Linked DNA regions of Rattus norvegicus: region 1 is linked to region 2. The links are chromatin contacts, called in public Hi-C maps. All regions are on one chromosome and are shown on one strand. The core of a region is the stretch at or near the end of the contact, and the rest is flanking DNA. Distances in the headings are between cores, read along the strand shown. Region 1 overlaps Cpt1a (carnitine palmitoyltransferase 1A). Region 2 holds the start of Mrpl21 (mitochondrial ribosomal protein L21).

Region 1 (6,418 bases), core at 2,770-5,269, 54 kb after region 2:
AGCCTGTTCTATGCCTAGGCAAAGAAGGGTGCAGGCTGAGGAAGTACTGGTGGGCTAACATGCCTCTTCCTTCTGTGGGCTCTGTGCTGGGGTGGATGAAGCAGAGGCAGGGAAATCAGTTCAGGTAAGTGTAGCTCCTACATGCCCCACTGAGGCAGGCCAAGTAGGAGAGAGGTCAGGTAGAGAGGGCGCAGCTTGAGAGATGGGCTGATGTCCAATCTCTGTAGTTTGGGCCTTGGAAGGTGGGTTTGTAACATCTGGTCACATGCACATGTTGTAGAGATCTGATTAAGGACAGGGGCCTGGCTAGCTCCCAGGTATGGAGAGCCAAAGAACCTCCTATGAGTGTAGACAGAGATCAGGGGCTGGAGGTCATAGTGGACAATGTGCTAGGCCAGGCCTCACTGATGGTCTGAGGTGGGTAGGAGGGGGACCTGGACATGAGAACTGGTTCTAGGGAAGCAGTGTTTTAGTGTACCCCACATGGATATGTGGCAGAGTCCTCCAGCCACCATGGAGGTCCACCATGCCCTCTTTGCAACAGCCTTTGGAAGGAAGGAGGCAGCTGCCCAATGTCTGTGGCCTGTATCCAGGCACAGCTGACCTGCCAGACAGAATGGCTGGGCCAGTTGGCCCTGAGGACTTTTCTTCTAGTACATCAGGTTTCCAGCTTCATAGACACAAGGACACAGCCTTGAGCCCAGGCTAGGCAAGGTGTGATGGTAGGAAGGGCTCTTGGGAAGGGGTCAGCAGTGGGGTTCTTACTATCCAGCCTCAGGTGCTAGCTGGCTTTCTATTGGCATGGGGGACACCAAAGAAGAATGGGGAGGGACCAGTGGGTGGGTCAGGCAAGGATAGGCCCGTCCCCAGACCTTGCTGCTTCTGAGACAGGAATACATTTCTAGAGAAAGGAGAGGAATGGCTCCTAGTGGGCAGACAGATTGAGCACACTTCCTTCGGTGTCCAAGGTGAGGCAAGTGGGGCCCTCCAGAGTCTTGGGGGAACTGGGTTGGGGATACAAGGATAGCTACAGCAAGATTTGCTTTTATCCCACTTGTACACACATTCTTTTTTTTTTTTTTTAAAGATTTATTTATTTATTATGATTAAGAATACCAGAAGAGGGCACCAGATCTCATTATAGATGGTTGTGAGCCACCATGTGGTTACTGGGATTTGAACTCAGGACCCCTGGAAGAGCACACAGTGCTCTTAACCGCTGAGCCATCTCTCCAGCCCTGTACACACATTCTTGCATATACAAATATGTACACTCACACACGTAGCCCATGGCTGCTCAGACAAGAATGAGAGAAATCCAGGGTTCCAGGGAAGAGGTGTCTGTGTGTGCATCATGTGCATGCAGTGGCCTTGGAGCCTAGAAGAAGACATTGGATCTGTGGAGTTGGAGTTCAGGCAGTTGTTGGTGCTGGGAACTGAACTTGGGTCCTCTGTGAGAATAGTATGCTGTATTCTCCTTTTAAGAAGTATTTGTTTTATTATGTTAAATTATCTGGCTATGTGTGACTGTGTGCGTGTGAATGAAGGTGTCTCTGATCCAGAGATGTCCGATCTCCCTGCAGACAGAGTTACAGACATCTAAGAGCCACATGATGTGGGTGCTGGGAACTGAGCCACCTCTCCAGCCTGAGACTGTATTTGTAATTATTTATTTATTTTCACTTTTTATTGATTCTTTGTGAGTTTCACACTGTGCACCCCAGTCCCACTCATTTCCCTCTCCCCTCAGATCAGCCTTTGTAACCTCCTCCCCAAAATAAAACACACGCACACACACACACACACCACAGAAAAAAAAATCTCATAGTGTAAGCTGTACTGTGCCACAGTGTGTCCCACAGTATACCGCTCTGTCCACACGTGTTCACTTGCAAATGTCCATTACAAATGAGTCATCCGTGTGGTTGGAAGTCTCTGGCTTCTGTGACACCATCAGAATTGGATCCTCACTGGGACTCCTCTGGGTTATCCTGTTGCCTTGTGTCATGGCGATTCTGCAGCTTTGGGTCAGCGAATCGGCTCTTCCATGAATCCCAGTGATTCGCCGATGACATGGATTTGGGGTGGGTCAATTCAGAGCCCTGGATCTGGGCCTGGGTGGTAGTTGAGCTGGACAGCACCCTGACTCTTCCTTATCTGCACCACTAGGATGAGTTCTGTTTGAACTAGGCCATCCAATGCCACCATCAGCAGGAGGCAGTTATGTCCTCAGTCTGGTTCACCCACACCCATGCCTCCAGTGCCAGCTCCACTGTGCTGCCCAGTCAAGGCGCAGGGCCCACTTTCCCCACTGCTTCAGCCAGTGAGGGGGCAGGGCCAGCTCTTCTGCTCTCGCACTCTCAGGGCTGGCTAACCTGTACCTTTGCCATCAGGGCCAGCTCCACCATCAGGGCCAGCTCCACTGAGTTGCCCAGGCAAGGTGCAGGGCCCTCTCTCTGAGTACTATAGCCAGTGAAGGGGCAGGGCTAGGTCTCCCACTCTCGTGTCCTAGGGGCCAACCAACTCTTGACTGAGAAGATGGCAAAGGGAAGGGGAGGCATCACCCCTGCACCCCCACCACCTCACAGCAGACAAGTGGCAGAGCCTGCTCTCCCTCGCTCTTGCCCTCAGGGTTGGAGCACCCGCAGCCTCTTGACCAGGGCCAGCCCTACTGTGCTGCCCAGGCGAGGGGCAGGACCAGCTCATCTGTTCACACAACCCTGTAGTCTACTCTCCTGACTGCCACAGGTGGCAAGAGGGAGGGAAAGCATCACCTCCACAAGCTCACCTGTGCCCCACCACCAAGGTCATCTCCTCCACACTGTCCAGGTGAGGGGCAGGGCCTGCTCTCCTGTGCCCTGTGGGCAGCTTTCTGGACTGCTAGAGTGCTGCAGCCAGTGAGAGGGCAGGGCCAGTTCTGCACAGCCCTTGGACAGTCATATAGTCCCTGATGGCTGCCCCAGATAGAGTCTTCCCCACATTCTCTGGTGGTAATATGAGCCAAGGACACCTACACCGACCCCTGCCACTGGGTAGCCATTGACTCAGACTTGGCCCTTAGCAGCAGCTCAGGCTGGGACCTCATCATAGCGCCAGGTGGCGGGGCTGACCACTCACAGCGGCTGTTCCTCTCCACCCCGAGTCTCCAGTTCCATCTCTCTTCACAATGCTCGAGCTGCTCCACTTTCTTCCACTACCATCTGACCGCCCGTTCTTGCTCACTGTGGTGGCTCTTATGGTGACAGGCCAGTCATGCAGCTGATTGGTCCCTAGGTGACATCCTCAGTCTGCTCTGTGTGAAGTGGCAGCAGATGGGTGTCTTTTTTTTTTTTTGGTTCTTTTCTTCGGAGCTGGGGACCGAACCCAGGGCCTTGCGCTTCCTAGGCAAGCGCTCTACCACTGAGCTAAATCCCCAACCCCAGCAGATGGGTGTCTTACAGCCCTGCTGTGCTGTGTGCCAGAGGGCAGTTCTGTGGGTGGCATCATGGTCTGCGGATCTCTGTCTTCCTCCTCCCTCGTTACACCGTGTGGTAATAGGCAGGGCTCTGTGTGCCTTTGGTCTGCCTGTGCCATGGGGCAGAGGGCAGTTCTATGGGCATTTCCCCTGCCCGCACTGTGTGGCATAGCAGGATACAGGTCTCTGTCTGTCTTCCTCCTCGCTTGCTGGGCTGCCTGAATTTGATTTGATTTTTATGAGTCCTAGGCATAAGTAGCTTTGGCCACCGAGCCAGGCACCAAGCTAGGATGGACAGTGGATGGCCACCTGCGCCTACCTGAAAAGTAGGGAGCTGTAGGTAGCAGTTTCTGCCAGGTGTGGGGTGTGGTCTCCTGGGCAGGAAGAGAATGGCAAGGCCAGTGTGCAACCCGACCAGCAGGTGTAGTTGAGTCTGGCCAGGTATCTCAGAGAGTAGCGTGTGTAACAAAACATGACCTCAATCCAGCTCAGTCTCCCACAGCAGGGCACCTAAGTCCAACTGGGCAAACCAATGATTGGGGGTGGGTTATTTACAGGAATATAGGGGAGGGCGGTTCCTTACAGGAGCAGGAGTGGTTTAAAGACAGCTGCCTCCAAGGCCCGCCCCCAGTGTGGGTGACAGCTCACAAAGCTGGGAACTTTGGAGCGCACTGCACACTACTGGCAGCTCACGGGTTGTAGAGTGTCCTCTCCAGGTGCCTTGGTTGGTCTAAACCTCTCTCAATTAGCTCGGCTGGTTTCTGCTTCTTTAAGGCAGTTGGTCTGAAGAGATGTTTGAAGCTTGTCTTGTCTTACTAGCAGCTCTATTGTTGGGCTAGTCCCACAGGCACTCTCAGCTTTTATTGCTTTCTCCGGCAGAAAGAGGCCTAGTGGATCTGCTTAGTTTCAGGGACTTCCTGGAGGTGTTTACCTGTCTGCATCAGGAGCCTCTCTACAGGATGGAATGCTTTGGAGGAAGCTGTTACACAAGAAGTGGGCATGGGATGGGGGAGGTGGGCTTGGGTTGCTGCAGCTGCATTCTCCTTCCTCCTGTCTCTACTTGCAGCCTTCATCTCCTGCAGGAGTCTATTGTGCTGTATGTGGGTGGAGCAAGTGCTTCCCATCACAGGAAGCCAAGCAGGGGCACCCAGACTTCTTAGCAGCTATGAGAGCTCTGGCTTGTTGAGCAAACAGCTGTGCTGGGTACATTCAGAGCTGTGGGGGAGATCTCGGATGTGTACAGAAAAAGAGCCCAGAGGATGGAACTTTGTGTGGTCACTGCCCACCTTTCCTGGCTCTCACAGAAACTAACCACTCTTCCCCACCCAACTCCTAGGTGCCATGAAATCTGCAAGTGTGGGGTGTGTGTGTGTGTGTGTGTGTGTGTGTGTGTGTGTGTGTGTGTGTGTGTGTAATTGCCTCTGTGTGTATTTGTATTGTGTGGTGGAGGATGTGGGAGGGGTTCGTGTAGGTCAGAGGCCAACCTTGGTTGTCATTCCTTGCACAATCCACCTTTTTTTTTTTTTTTTGAGTCAGGGTTAGCCTGGGCAGATTCCTTGGTGAGACAGGCTGGCCAGTGAGCCCCAGGGATCTTCCTGTGTTTGCCTCTCCAGTGCTGGGATTACATATGTGCCCCACCATACCTGGCTTTTGTAGATTGAGCTCGGATTTTCGTTCTGTGCAGCAAGGGAAGCACCTTACTGCCTGAGCTGTGTGCAGATTCCACCACGGTAGGGGATCCCTGAAAAGTTACTTAGTTCTGGAGGGTGACGTTTGTTCTGAATGAAGCCTTGGTGGGAGCAATGATGGGGTGGGCTGCTAGGGCCATCTCATTCCACACTGATGGCCCCAACTGTGTGTTTGACCAGAGAAGGATTCCATGCTTAAATGTTAAGAAGACAACATTTGTGTTCTGTGAGAGGACATTTTCTTTTTTTTTAATATTTATTTATTATATATAAATACACAGTAGCTGTCTTCAGACACACCAAAAGAGGCCATCAGATCCCATTACAGATAGTTGTGAGCCACCATGTGGGTGCTGGGAATTGAACTCAGGGCCTCTGGAAGAGCAGTTAGTGCTCTTAACCACTGAGCCATCTCTCCAGCCCAAGAGGACATTTTCTTTTCTTTCTTTCTCCATTTTCCCCTTTGTGAATGTGTGTGTGTGTTCATATATATGCATGTGTGTGCCTGCATATGTGTGCATGTGTAAATGGAGGTCAGAGGTCATCTGTCTTGGCAGCAGTCCTTTCTCTTTCCACTTAAAAATTTTAGTTTATTACTGTATGTACATGACATGTGTGAGAGAGAGTCAGGGAGAACACTCACCACAGTTGTGGAGCACAGAGGATAGCTTTTGGAGTCAGTCCTTTCCTTTCACCTTTAATTAAAAGAAATTTAGTTGTGTGTGTGTGTGTGTGTGTGTGTGTGTGTATGTGTGTGTGTGTGTGTGTGTGTGTGTGTGTGTGTGCATGTTCCCATGTGGGCACATGAGTGCAAGTGTCCTCAGAGAGCAGAGGCAATGGATCCACCTGGAGCTGGAGTTCTGGAGTTTAGGCTGATGTGAACCAGTGATGTGGGTCTAAGCACAGAACTCTGGTTCTCTTTGAGAATGGAGTGCACTCTTAGTCTGGGAGCCCCCTGCAGCTCACACATTGTCTCAGAGTCCCCCCCTGCAGCCCACACCTTGTCTCAGAGTCCCCCCTGCAGCCCACACCTTGTCTCAGAGTCCCCCCTGCACCCCACACCTTGTCTCAGAGTCCCCCCTGCACCCCACACCTTGTCTCAGAGTCCCCCCTGCACCCCACACCTTGGTTTTGAGACAGGGTCTCTCACTCTGCTGCTGGACTGTAGATTCCACACTAGCTGTGCGGTGAGCTTAAGGGCAGTTCTGTTTCTGTCCTGCTTCTTGCTGAAGGAGTGCTCATCTTCCTTTTTACTGAGCTCTGGGCATTGAGCTGA
Region 2 (5,935 bases), core at 971-3,470:
ACCAAAAAGCAGTGTATTAGCAGCCAGATGTAGGGCTGGGGATTTAGCTCAGTGGTAGAGCGCTTACCTAGGAAGCGCAAGGCCCTGGGTTCGGTCCCCAGCTCCGAAAAAAAGAACCAAAAAAAAAAAAAAAAAAAAGAAAAGCAGCCAGATGTGGTAGTGCATACTTGCCATCCCAGAACTCAACAGGCAGAGACAGAAAGCTCACTGCAACTTCTAGTGCAGCCTGGTCTACATAGGAAGTTCCAGATGGGGCTGGAGAGATGGCTCAGTGGTTAAGAGCACTGACTGCTCTTCCAGAAGTTCTGAGTTCAAATCCTAGCAATGACATGGTGGCTCATCTGTAACAAGATCTGATGCCCTCTTCTGGTGTGTCTAAAGACAGCTACTGTGTGTGTGTGTGTGTGTGTGTGTGTGTGTGTGTGTGTGTGTGTGTGTAAAATATATCTTAAAAAAAAAAAGTTCCAGATGGACCAGAGCTATACAATTAGTCACATTCCTGTCTCCAAAAACCAACAAAAAGTCAGGTATGCTGGTGTAGACCTATAATCCCAGCACCTGGAAGGTAGTGACAGGAAGATTAGGAATTCAAGGCTCCAAGTCATCGTCTGCCAACACAGGAAATTTCAGACCCTGACTCAAAACAACAACAAAACAGGCCATGCTGACCATCAGATTTGTACATAGAAGGTTTTTACTGCAGAGCCTCAGACCATCTGGGTCAGTCCTTCAGCCCTTGAGAGAGCACAAGCCCTCATCTGACCACCAGCAATGGTCAATACAAAACTATACCGAACACCTACCAGAGGTGAAGCTGTTGCTGGGAAGCACCACTGCAGGCCCAAACTTCCTGGGCTCAAAGGTGACCAGCCGCTGTCCATACAACCCAGTGCGCTGGCCCGATACCTGAAGCTTCAGCAAACACACCCCTCGGCTCTGAAGCTCTTTCAGAGAACTGTGTTCCTGCCAGGACCTAGAAGACACCAAGGATAGTGGCTTCACTGCTTGTGCCTGCACAGGCGGGAAAGGAGTTCTGCTTACAGGCATCAGGTATGCATGCCCCAGAGGAACTCCGGATCTGCTCTGCTCCAGTCCAACCTCTCCCACAGCTCCCAGGACAGGTACTGCCTAACTTGCTCCAGGTCAGCCAACTGAGTCTTATCGTGTCTCTTTGCCATCTGTCATCAAGTCTTTTGGGGGCCCTCCCATTACACCTGACTCCCTCTCTACTTCTTACCACCAACACTCTAACTGTGGTTCAAGGCCCTAGTCTGACTTGAAGCAGATCCCTTCACTCTCACAGCAAGCATGTGGTGTGGGAATCACATGCCTTCACAGAGAGTATAGGAAATTTTAGTGCATAATCTCATAGTCACACAGCCCAAGCAGCAAAAACTCTCACTTATCATGACTGACAGACTCTCAACTAATCAATGGTTGCAGGTGTAATCATACAGACTGGCTTCAAGTCCTGCCTCCACATGGGTTACCCTGGGCCAGTTACTTCACCAGCCTTTGTCTATCCTTAGGGAAATACATCCCAGGGATTGCACTGTGGGATACAGAAGTGGTGGCTCTGTCTGTTGCAGGCTGTAGATATTCCCCTGAAAGACGATGGCTCTTCAGAAATGTTCAGCCACCATACATAACACAGGCTTCATTGACTTTCCTTTAGGAGGCTGTTCAGACAGACAGACAGACAGACAGACAGACAGACAGACACACACACACACACACACACACACACACACACACACACACACGAGTGGGGTGGGTTTCACTTCAGGATCTCCTATAGCCCGGGTTGACTTCAAACTGACTACGTAGGCAAAGATGACCTTGAACTCCCAATCCTTTTGCCTCGACGCCCCGAAGTGACGACGCTATGCGGTCTTGCAGTCTTCTCCAAGGGCCGACTCCGTGTGCTGCCCATTGACCCAGCGAATACTAGCCGGCTCCAGGCGGTGACTAAGGAGAGCTACAGAGACCCTGGGACCCGCGGCCAAACCTACCTGCGCTCCTCCACCTCGGCGTCCCGCTCTAGCTCCAACAGCTGTAGCTGCTGGGCCACAAAACTCTCCACGGTGGACGAGTCCATCTGCTCCGTGGTGCAGCCCCTGACTGATGCTTCCTGCTCGGCCATTGGGACCCGTGTTCCTGTCGGACCGCGTTCCCCACCGGACCATAGTCCGCAAAGGACCTGCGCTGCCAGCCAGGGTACTGATTTCCGACCGGCCCGTTTCCTGTACTCTCTGCCAAGCCAGTGACTTGAAGCAGATCTGCAGTAGGATCCCTGTTTCCCTCCTCCAGGTGTTCCCTACTGGGCTTGTGCGTTGACGCACAAAGTTCGCGCCGCTTCCGGTTCCGGTTGCTACTGTGGAAAAATGGCGGCTGCCATAGCGGCCTCCGTATTGCCGGGCTTTTTCGGGCGGCTGGTGTCTGTGTGTAGGCGTAGCATCTTGGCATCCCAGGGACCCGGACCTGGTGAGACCAGGGAGGCCTGGTGTGGGAGGAAACTAGCGGTGCTTCTGCCGACTGCCGCATGTGTGTCTGAGTTCGCCTTGGTACCTGGTGTGTTGGTTGCGAGCGTCGTGAATATTGCACTGGGTTTGGAGTATGAGAACGTGGTTCCTTCAGTTCATTGGTTAATACTGACAAGTGCTCTTAAACTTATGTTTAGGTCCCATAATAAAGACACACAAATGGGCCTAGAGAAGTGACCTACCCAGGGTCATACATACGTAGAGATGCAACTTAGAAGCTGCTAAGTAGAGCCTGAATGTGGACCATTGTCCTCGGGCTGCTAGCCACCCTCGGATCAGAAAAAAAATGATGTTGAAAAAAGGAGTGAGTGATTTTAATGTTAGGACCTTAGACCATGGAATGAACTATCTTGAAACATAACTAGTAACTAAGCAGTGTACTCTTGACCCAGACCTTTTGGTTTGTGTATGTATTATGTGTATGTACGTTTGTAGGTGGGTGCACATGCTGGTGTGGAGAGCAGATGATGTCAGGTGGCCACTATTGTCTAATACCTTTTCGTTTCCTTTTTAAAAAAGATTTATTGGGATGTTTGTTTGTGTGGCGGTAGGGGCGTGTCTTTTCTGTGCACTTGAGTGAAGGTGCTTTTGGAGTCCAGAAGAGGAGTTCAGATGTTAATCCATAGATGCCAGGAGAAAGACCACCAACTCAAATCATCATGGCCAAATTAATTAAAGCATGCTTTTTCACTCGGGTACACAGGCTTCCTCTGCCTAAGGCAGGGTTCAGGAGGTCAGCATTGGACATGGATGAAATAAGGTTTCTATAGTTCAGGAGTAGAAGGTTTCCAAGTGAGGGGTGGGGTTACAGAAGCAGAACATAGCGTAACAAATTGGTTATAATAACCTTCTGAAGCAAAGGTGCCCTTGCAAGGTGGTCATAACAACAGGTAGTCATAATAACTTTGAAACAAGGGTATGGTTGCTGTTTTCTGGAACAGGCAGTGTAAAGCCATTTGTAGTTAAGGTGGGGCATAACCCAATCCTTGAGAAACAGATTTAATCATAAACAGGAATGAACCTAGTTTTTCCTTCCTATAAGATGGCTTTCTGGCTTAAGATGGAAGCAGGCTGGTTCATCACAGATCCCTGGAGCTGGAGTTGCAGGAACTCTTGGCCTTTCATGTGGGTGCTAGGAACCAAACTTTATCCTCTATAAGAACAGCAGTTACTCTTAACCACTAACCCATCTCTCCAGCCCCTCTCCACCTGATTTCTACAAGTTTCTCGGTGAACCTGGAGCTGGCTATTTGGTTAGACTGGTAATCCACAAGCTCCCAAGATCTCTCTCTTTTTTTAAAAAAAAGATTTATTCATTTATTATATATAAGTACACTGTAGCTGTCTTCAGATACACCAGAAGAGAGCATCGGATCTCTTTACAGATGGTTGTGAGCCACCATGTGGTTGCTGGGAATTGAACTCAGGACCTCTGGAAGAGTAGTCGGGTGCTCTTAACCGCTGAGCCATCTCTCCAGCCCCCAAGATCTCTGTCTCTACTCCCCAGTCTGGTAACAGAAGGGCAGTGCTGTGCCGGCTTTTTATTTTTAATGCTGGTGACCTTAACTCAGGCTCTCACATGTGTATAGCAGGCACTTTACCCATGGAGCAATCCCCAGTCCTCACCTGGACTTTTTTCAGAGGCAGGTTGTCATACAGTAGGTGAAATTATTTACCAGCAACAGATCTGTGCATATCATCATAGTAACTACCCACCATGTTTCTCTTGTTTTTACAGCCTCTCTCTGGTCTGCTTCTCGAAGGTTCAATTCACAGAGTGCTTCATATCCACAAGGGTAAAATACCAAAATGTGGGTCTGGTGATTTTTCCATTTATCTGTAAATGTTACCTTCAAGTTAAAACATCTACATTTGAGGCTGGGTGTCATAGCAGACTTGGTGGAAAGTCTTTAACTCCAGCACTTAGGAGGCAGAGGCAAAGGCAGATGAACAGCCAGGGCTACACAGAAAAACCTGGTTATTAAAACAAAATAACAAATTTCTCTACACAGCTCAGTGATAGCCTGTTTGGCCAACATACTTGAAACCTTGAGTTCCACCTTCAGCATAAATATGTATACATACATCATACATGCACACATACAATTCTGTCCTCAACAGAAATAATGCATGTGTGTGTGTGCATAGATTACATATATGTATACCTCCCAGAACAGCATCTGACAAGCAGATGGTTTGGCCAAAATATATCAGTATCCTCACTGTGTGGATAGTCTCAGCAGCAGAAGCCTTTTTGATTCTCAGAAGGAAAATTACAAAACAGAGTCTGAAAACATGAAAAAACCCCAAGTGGCACTTCACTGAGTGCCTGTTCTTCCAGTTCTCCTGTGACAGGTCCAGCCCTCCTTCCTGGCTTCATTTTCCCAGCTGCCCCTTTGTATTGTCTTCATCTGGCTCTGTCGTGTCCAGTCACTGGACCTAACGGCACCCAGGACAGAGCCTCTAGAGAATCCTGGTCCCTCAAGGCCACTGCCTGGCCGTGGACCATGGAGTTTATGTTCCTAGGGACTCTTGAGAACTGGTATGGTGAAGGTGTCTATCATTGCATAGATGTGTACAGAGCTGTCCTGTGTGTTTATGAATGGCAGACATAGGCGAGGCTTAGTCTGACGTCTACACGTTCCTCTGGGGATAGAAGGATTGAAACCCCTATGCTAGTGATGTAGAGCCAACATCAGTGTTGTGGGTTTTATGCTCCTCCATAGCAAACTTGCACACACCCTCCTGATGCCTACTGCACAGCTGTTTCTGGGAGACTTGAAGGTGCCTTTCATGAGCATGTGATGTGTGTTTATGAAATGGCTTTTGCAGATATGTTCCTAAGACTTCCCTGAGTTCACCACCCTGGCAAGAAGTGGTTCTGCCGGACCCTGCTGAAGAGACTAGACACCATGCAGGTAAGACTTTGCAGTGGCTAGGCAGGGTGGCCTTTGTAGCCCTAGCACTTGGGAGGCTGAGGCAGGAGGATTACGTAGAGTTTGAGGCCAGCCTAGGCTACAGAGTGAGACTGTATCTCAAAAATAACAGAAGAAAAAGGGAAATGAAAGGGTACCACCAAGTGTCCATTCCCATGAGCCACTGGGGTAATCATTGCCACAGAGCAGGGTGATGAACTCTGTGCTCTAAGCCACAGCACACATGAGACCTCACATTCATTTTGATTGATAAACACCAACATCTATGATGAATCTTCTCTTCATAAACAGCCCTCCAGCATCTGCCATGAAGCAGTCAGGTGATAGAGGGGTATGGGTGCACCTCCATCTCCGGCTATGTTATATATCAGTGCAACCCGTCATCCCAGTGTTCAGTTGGGAGGATCACAAGTTCATGTGCGACCTGGGCTACAAGTCAGGAAAAGGCAGCGTGGC

Evidence for each region. Hi-C and Micro-C count contacts between places; a contact is called where the count stands out from the background.
Region 1: a Hi-C map of hepatocytes shows a contact between it and region 2, with 2.3 times the contacts expected there. The contact joins the enhancer-like site here to the promoter of Mrpl21 in region 2. A contact is called at or near these places in 3 of 12 Hi-C or Micro-C datasets (the Rat2 cell line, hepatocytes and liver).

What each region holds. Positions count from the first base shown.
Region 1 is chr1:210,008,737-210,015,154 of GRCr8, forward strand. The region is part of intron 1 of Cpt1a (carnitine palmitoyltransferase 1A); the gene reads left to right. Among named protein-coding and RNA genes, the nearest start is that of Cpt1a, 16 kb to the left of the region's middle. Within about 2 kb of position 4,020, at least 6 of the 93 cell types and tissues checked have an H3K27ac peak or open chromatin away from gene starts, as enhancers often do. A contact at or near this core is called in hepatocytes and liver, where this site is marked.
Region 2 is chr1:209,956,473-209,962,407 of GRCr8, forward strand. Mrpl21 (mitochondrial ribosomal protein L21) reads left to right here and starts at 2,221. Exons shown (of 7, transcript NM_001107567.1): 1 at 2,221-2,484; 2 at 4,282-4,339; 3 at 5,376-5,461. The coding sequence starts at 2,385. It overlaps Ighmbp2 (immunoglobulin mu DNA binding protein 2), which reads right to left and starts at 2,098. Exons shown (of 15, transcript NM_031586.2): 1 at 2,013-2,098; 2 at 804-973. The coding sequence starts at 2,098.